2 separate regions of the Rattus norvegicus genome follow, and region 2 is linked to region 1. The links are chromatin contacts, called in public Hi-C maps. All regions are on one chromosome and are shown on one strand. Each heading gives the region's core, a stretch centred on a gene start, on an enhancer-like site or on the middle of the called end of the contact. The rest is flanking DNA. Distances are from core to core; before and after follow the strand shown. Region 1 holds the start of Sox8 (SRY-box transcription factor 8). Region 2 overlaps Lmf1 (lipase maturation factor 1).

Region 1 (3,194 bases), core at 129-2,628:
ACCTCAAGTTGCCGGCAAAGTTGAGAGGGCAAGACAACCTCGACCTAGCTGTCCTGCTCAACCCAGTGTTGCCAACACACACTGTTGCAAACTCAAGCAGAGGCAGCTTGGGAGGTTGGAGTGTGCTGCTGTCTTCAATATTGCCTGCCTTTCTTGGGCCAGAGTGCCCACTGAGTGCCCTCTGTCACTTTCACCTGCTCTTTCCTTCCTTAATTCCAGGTTGCTGTGGCCTGGGAACAGTACCTGCCAATGGACTAGGTCTCCTCACGGATCTGGGAGTCCCAGCTTCTGCCCAGGACAAAGCATCTTGATGCCTGCCCATATGCCTACAGACCGTGGTGGGCCAGTCAAAGCTGGGATCCCCAGTTCTGCGGTTTGCAGCAGGATATCCCAGGAGAGGAGAAAGGACTGGAGGGTCATACTCCAGGCACTGGCCTCACTCCATCTCCAAAGTCCCACACGTGGTCTCTGTTGACTAGAAGGTGTTTTTCCACCAGACCCACCCTGGAACCAGCCCAGGAGCACAGCACAAACTTGGGCACGACGCCACCTCTTTCAGCCCCTACACTCTTTCCCTCAGCCAGAGTGTCAAGAGTCCCCACACTCACCGCCACAGCTTGCCCAGGGTCTTGCTGAGCTCTGCGTTATGGAGATGCGGGTACTGGTCCGCCAGCTTGCGGCGCGCCGCCTGTGCCCACACCATGAAGGCATTCATGGGCCGCTTCACGTGTGGCTTGGCCTTGAGTGTGCCGCCACCGCCGCCGCGCACCGGCATAGGCACCAGACTCCAGTCATAGCCCTTAAGCACCTGCGACACGGCATCACGGATGCAGGCTGGGAAGCGTTCGTCTGCTGCCTCAGCGGTATCCCCTCGGCCGCCGCCCCCCGCGCGGCCCAAGCCCTCTGATCCCGCGGGCGACGGTGGCGCGTCGGAGTCTGAATCCTCCACGTGTGACATGGAGCTAGCAGTGCCAGACGGGCTGCAGGGCGGCTGGGCGCGGGCCTCACTCATGTCCAGCATCGGGGCCACGCGCGGAGAAGCGCTCAGTGGGGATGGACGCAGGGGTCGCGCCCGGTCACTCTGTGGACGGACACTCTGGAATCCAAGGTTGCCACGCAGGGCCCAATCTTTGTCCTCACCGCAGGAGCCCAGCAACCGCTCCTCTGCCGCTGCAGCTCAGTCTCAGTTCTGGGACCCGCAACAAGTTTCTTTAAAACGCGGCCGAAACCCCGCCCCTCCGGGTCCGGGTTGGCAGGCGCGTCCTCCCCGAGGCGGAGTTTGTTTGCCCCGCCCCTAATCCAAAGAAGACTGCGGACCCCGCCCCACCCTCCGCACCACGTGGGCCAGGCGCCCCGCAGCCTGATTCCTCAACTGAGGCAAGGTCAGAGGGCTAAGGGTGACTGACTGCCCAGTGCGTGCATCTCTGCAGCGTGGCTTGACTTTCGGGCGGCAGGCGAGGATGCTAATCCGCAAGGTTCCTGAGCCCAACATCTCTCCCTCCATTGTGGGGCTCGAAACCGCTATTGCAACCAAATCTGGGCTCTGCCCGCAGGGTGGCGCAATGACAAGAGCCACCCAGGTGACCCTGGTAACTCGCGCACCTAGGTGAGCTGGAGGACCCCGGGGCTAGACAGAGGTGGGAGGGCGGGGGCGCTGGGCGGGGCTGCTCTGGCAGCCGCTGCTGAGTCCCTGGGGCGGTCAAGCGGATGGCGGGGCCGGACGCGGGGGCCCGGGTCCTTCCGGGTATGACCTGTTGCGGGGGCGCGGAGGTCCTGGCGGGCGGGCCTGGGTGGTCTGGCGGAGGCGGAAGCCACGCTGGGCCGCATCTCCTCAGCGCCTAGAAAGAAGGCGGAGAGTGCTCAGGGTCGGAGAGGGGACGTTTCTCCCGAGGCCAACGCCAAGCCGGGACTCCGAGCCGCGCCCAAGGTCGCCCCCGCGAACTGGCTCCCAGCCCGGAGGTCTCCAAGTGCAGCTAGGAGTCTCTCGCCAAACTCAATGGAAACGATGTACCTGCCACCCTAAGCTTGTCTGAGTAGCATCGAGATGTGGCTCGAGAGAGCCCGGTAACCCTAAACGAGGCCACCTGTTTCCCAAGCCAGTGGAGGCGGCTGCAGGGGAAAACTGTGGTCTCTAATAATCCCCAACTCCAGCCAAGCCATGAGTGGTGCCCTAATCTCCAGATCTGGGATCCTAGCCTCCAGTCAGACTTTCCCAGCAGACCTGGAAAAGGCCAGTCCAGTGCCTTAGGGCAACTACAGCTCTTGATAGGAGGTCCAAGTCCCAGCTTCCTGCTAAGGGGACAGCTAAGGAAGAGAAACTGCCTTAATGGTGACCTTATTCTAGTTGCTTGCTCTCTCTTCTCTCAGTATCAGTCTCTCTCTCTCTCTCTCTCTCTCTCTCTCTCTCTCTCTCTCTCTCTCTCTCTCTCTCTGTGTGTGTGTGTGTGTGTGTGTGTGGTGAGTGGATGGAGAGCTAGCTGCTGTCTTGCTGAACTTTGCCCTTGTTTTAACCACCTGCCAAGACCCTCCCCTGTACATTTGCAATAGCAGTTCTTTCCCTTGGGGATCCCTCCACTCAGGGTCCCACCTCTTGGAAAGGCAGTGTCTTAGAGGCATAAAGGCCCTGCTGTCTAGTGCACTGTCATAGCACCATCCATACCAGCAAAAGAAGTCTTAAGTGGCAGAGCTGAGGCTGGAGACCAGGCCCACATCATGGTCCTCTCAGGACCTGACCCCTAAAGGTCTCAGGTTCCAACCCTCTGTGCCTCCTTGGCTCCATGCTCTGAGACCTGCAGGCCTTAACAGAGACCTCCACGTCTCTAAGAAAGCACACACCTGAGTTTTCATTGGGTATCCCAGGTTCTCAGTGCAACTTCTTCCTGGTCTCATGCATAGTGAATATAGTCCTCAGACCCCCCAGACTGCTTGGCCCTTGGAAGAAAAGAAGGTGAAGTTCATCCTGGCTCCACCTACAAATTGCATTTTCCTGTGACTTGGGCTGTAGTGATTCCCTGACCCCTGGGGGACTGGTGGCCAGCCCTTGTAATACAGGTAAAGGCCACTGTGGGCTGTCAGGAACTGATGCAGCCCTGCCTAGCACATGTATTTTGCTTGCAAAGGGTGGCCTGAGCTCTTCCAGGCTCTGTGTTCAGAATTGAGCCCAGTGCAATCTGTGGGCACATAGTGCTCCAAGC
Region 2 (3,236 bases), core at 735-3,234, 43 kb after region 1:
CAGATGCTTCAGAGCTCACGTCTTATTTATGAAGTTAGCTTGGCCTTTGACACAAAGCTTCAGGTGACATTTCACCGTGCCTCACATTGTATGATATCCCTGTCTAGGCCCCCAGCCTGGGGCCAGGTCACCCCTCACATGGCTGAGTTCGTCTGTGTCCTGGCTGACCCCGACAGGAGTGACAACTGGCACCAAGCCATGGCGTGACTCCTATCCTGTTCATGGTGATCTGGAGCAAGAAACAGCCCTTTGGGGTGAGCTTTCCCACCTGATGAGATAACAACCCACCAATAGGGCCTCCCAAAAGTTTCTGCCTGGTCCCTGCTCCCTGATCTTCCACACCTTCCCAGACTGTTGGGCCCTTGGCTAACTTGGCTGCACTCTGCCCTTGATTGGTCCCTGGCCTTGCATCCAGCCAGACAATGCCTGCCTCTCACCCACTACACATGCGCATCAAGTTGGTGATTCTGAGGGCCCCTTCCCCTATCTGTCACCTCAACCTGCCATTTTTCCTGGCTGCTTTAAGCATCAAACTCTCTAGCTTAGCTTCTAAGCCTCTGTTAGGGCTGAGGACACCTCTTTCCTGAGCCACCCGGCCAGACAGCCTCCCTGACCAGGGCAGCTCTCCTGTATAAAACTGCCTGGCCTCCTCTTGCTGGCTTCTTTTGTCCCTTCATTCCAACATTTGTCCTGCTAAGGCACAGACCGAGCCTCTGGGTGGATGCCTGGTGTCTTTCTTCTTTCTTTGATGCCAGTGAACAGAGGAGCCAGCACCATTCATTGGTTCTATGTGAGAAGAAGTAATGTGTAGCAAAGCAAGGGATAGGGCCCGGATAGGTCTCTCTGCCTCTGCTTCTCCACCAACTTGCAGTCTCTGGAGTCTAGAATCTTCTGTCTTATTGTCTCTGCCTTACATCTGCTTTTTCCTGCTTGTGTCCAGTCTCTGTAGATACCTGAGCCTCCCGGGCAGTGTAAGGGAGATGCCCAGGGGGAGCTCCTGGGTCTGGTGACCTTGGGCTGAGAACTAAATGGTCTCTGCTTCCATTTTCTCATACCATTTGTGACTGAATGGAGAAATTTAGTTCGGGGGAACCACATCTTTCCTGATGTGCGTACTCTTGTCACCCAGGCTGGAAAGAAGGTAGGATGGCTGCATGGCTAGCCTTGAGTGTGGGAAGCCACAGTGATCACTGTGAAGAGCAGGTGGGAAGGTGAGGCTGGCACACTCTGTCTCCTCAGACACACCATGGAGATGTAATCAAATTGCCTGGCCTGGTATTACCCACACTGTTCAGCATCTAGGCCATTCCCATATGTGCCAGGGAAGATTTGTGTTATAGCTATAGTGTTATTCTTGCTTCCCCTGGGGTCATCCTTTATTCTCCCTCTTCTTCTACCGGTCTCTTACTCTTGAGACATGCTCTCCCTAGGTTGTCCAAATGAGCCTAAGCTCACTCCAAAGCTGAGGGTGACTTGAATTCCTTATCCTCCGGCCTCCACCTCCAGAGTGCTGCAGTTACCAGTGTACTCGCAATGCTCAGTCTGTGGGTGTGGTGCTCCCAGTAAGCACTCTCCAGCAGCCGCTCCTCCCTGCGAATAGTTTCACACGTGTACTCTGGTGCATCTGATCTCATCTGTGGTATCCAGTGAGCATGACTGCTGAGCCAGCCAAGCCTTTTATGCCCACACCCCAAGAAACAGCTCCCAACAGAGAGCTTCTCTAAGCTGTGTTGAGAGGCTGTGTGGTACCATTCACTTCAGGATGTACAACTCCCAGGTACAACTGGTTCAGCGTACAGCTGTGTGACAGGAATTGAAAGGGGCAGACTGTGGAAGAGAAGGTTCTAGAACCAGCTGTCTGTCACCACAGGAAGGCAGTCCCCACAGTGCTGTCACTCAGGAACCCTTAGCTTCTGACAGCTGCCTGGCATGCCACTGGTGAGGCTGTGTCCCTGTTACCTGAAGCACAAAGGAGGCAAGAACAGCACTGTCCTCAGAGACCCGGACAGTAGGCAAGACCCTTTCTAGCTGCCCCAGTAGAGAAGACACAGCTCACAGCATAGGCAGTGGGAGGGAAGGGCTGTGGAGAAGGCAATTGCACAGATTGCGTTTGCTCAGTTATAGCCATCTGTCTCCTGTAGAAGGCGCCATCCCGACTCTGTCCACTGCATAAGAATTTGGTGCCCTGGGCAAGAATAGTTAACCACCCACTCACCCTCACTGGGCAAGAATAGTTAACCACCCACTCACCCTCACTGGGTCACTTGGCCCTGGCAATGTGCTGGTTATTTATTTTTCCTTGGGACTCATCTCCTGCCACGCTGAAGAGGAGAACAATGGCCTTCCTTGTGCACATGGTGCAGCTGCTGGGATACCACAGATCCAGGCAAAGACGACGAGCAGGTGGGAGTGCAGTAGCCCTTCCCTCCTGGGTGTCTGTCACAGGCTACAGCCACTAGGGCAGCCCTGGCTTCTGTCAGAAAGACCCCAGTGAGTCACAGCCTTTCCATGAACTAGGGCAAGGCAGAGACTTAAGTAGGAAACAGCTCCTTGGGCCCCGGCTCAGCGATGTTTATCCAAATAGGACAGGATGTCCCACACCCTCTGAAGGCCATGGGTTAGGGGGGACCCTCACGCACACCCTCCTTCCTGTTATAGACAGCTTGTCTTTTGTCACCCTGCCCTACCCTGTCACGCACCCCACCCCCAGCCCTGTCACCCTGCCTCTCGGCACTGGCATGCATCTCTGGGTTCTGCCATTGTATATCAATCACTTTGAACAGTGTCACTCACTGCAGTGCGTGTTAAAATTCCATTCCTATGTCTGCAGATCGAGGTGGCAATTAGGCAGGCTCTAAGCTCTGGGGAATGTGTCCCCTAAAAGCTCTGAGACTGTATGTGGCATCTGTCACGGTGCCAGTTCTACCCTGCCCCAGGGCTAGCAAAGGGGTTCCGGCAAGGGGTGGGCAGCTTGGTGGGTGTGGCGCAAACTGGCATTCTGCTTGCTGGTGAACTCTGTGGCTCCAGATTTGCTGTCTGGACTTCTGAAGCAGTAGAGGAGGGGATTGGGGGACATAATCTTTAAGGTTCTTCCTCAAAAATAGTCACTGCTAGTGGCTTTACTAGAGTCTACCAGATACTTCTCTACATGGATATTACCAGCTATGTGATCCACAGACACTACCAGCCATGAAACCCCATGGAGTATCAAGCACAGCCATGTGAAACGTATCCCA

What was found. Hi-C and Micro-C count contacts between places; a contact is called where the count stands out from the background.
Region 2: a Hi-C map of Schwann cells shows a contact between it and region 1, with 4 times the contacts expected there. The contact joins the enhancer-like site here to the promoter of Sox8 in region 1. A contact is called at or near these places in 7 of 12 Hi-C or Micro-C datasets (Schwann cells, frontal cortex, hepatocytes and 3 more) and 1 of 1 datasets of contacts at active chromatin or transcription factors (oligodendrocytes).

The regions. Positions count from the first base shown.
Region 1 is chr10:15,092,967-15,096,160 of GRCr8, forward strand. Sox8 (SRY-box transcription factor 8) reads right to left here and starts at 1,379. Exons shown (of 3, transcript NM_001106989.1): 1 at 609-1,379. The coding sequence starts at 1,021. It also overlaps a transcript of Lmf1 not described here.
Region 2 is chr10:15,134,922-15,138,157 of GRCr8, forward strand. The region is part of intron 3 of Lmf1 (lipase maturation factor 1); the gene reads left to right. Among named protein-coding and RNA genes, the nearest start is that of Lmf1, 34 kb to the left of the region's middle. Within about 2 kb of position 1,985, at least 43 of the 93 cell types and tissues checked have an H3K27ac peak or open chromatin away from gene starts, as enhancers often do. A contact at or near this core is called in Schwann cells, where this site is marked.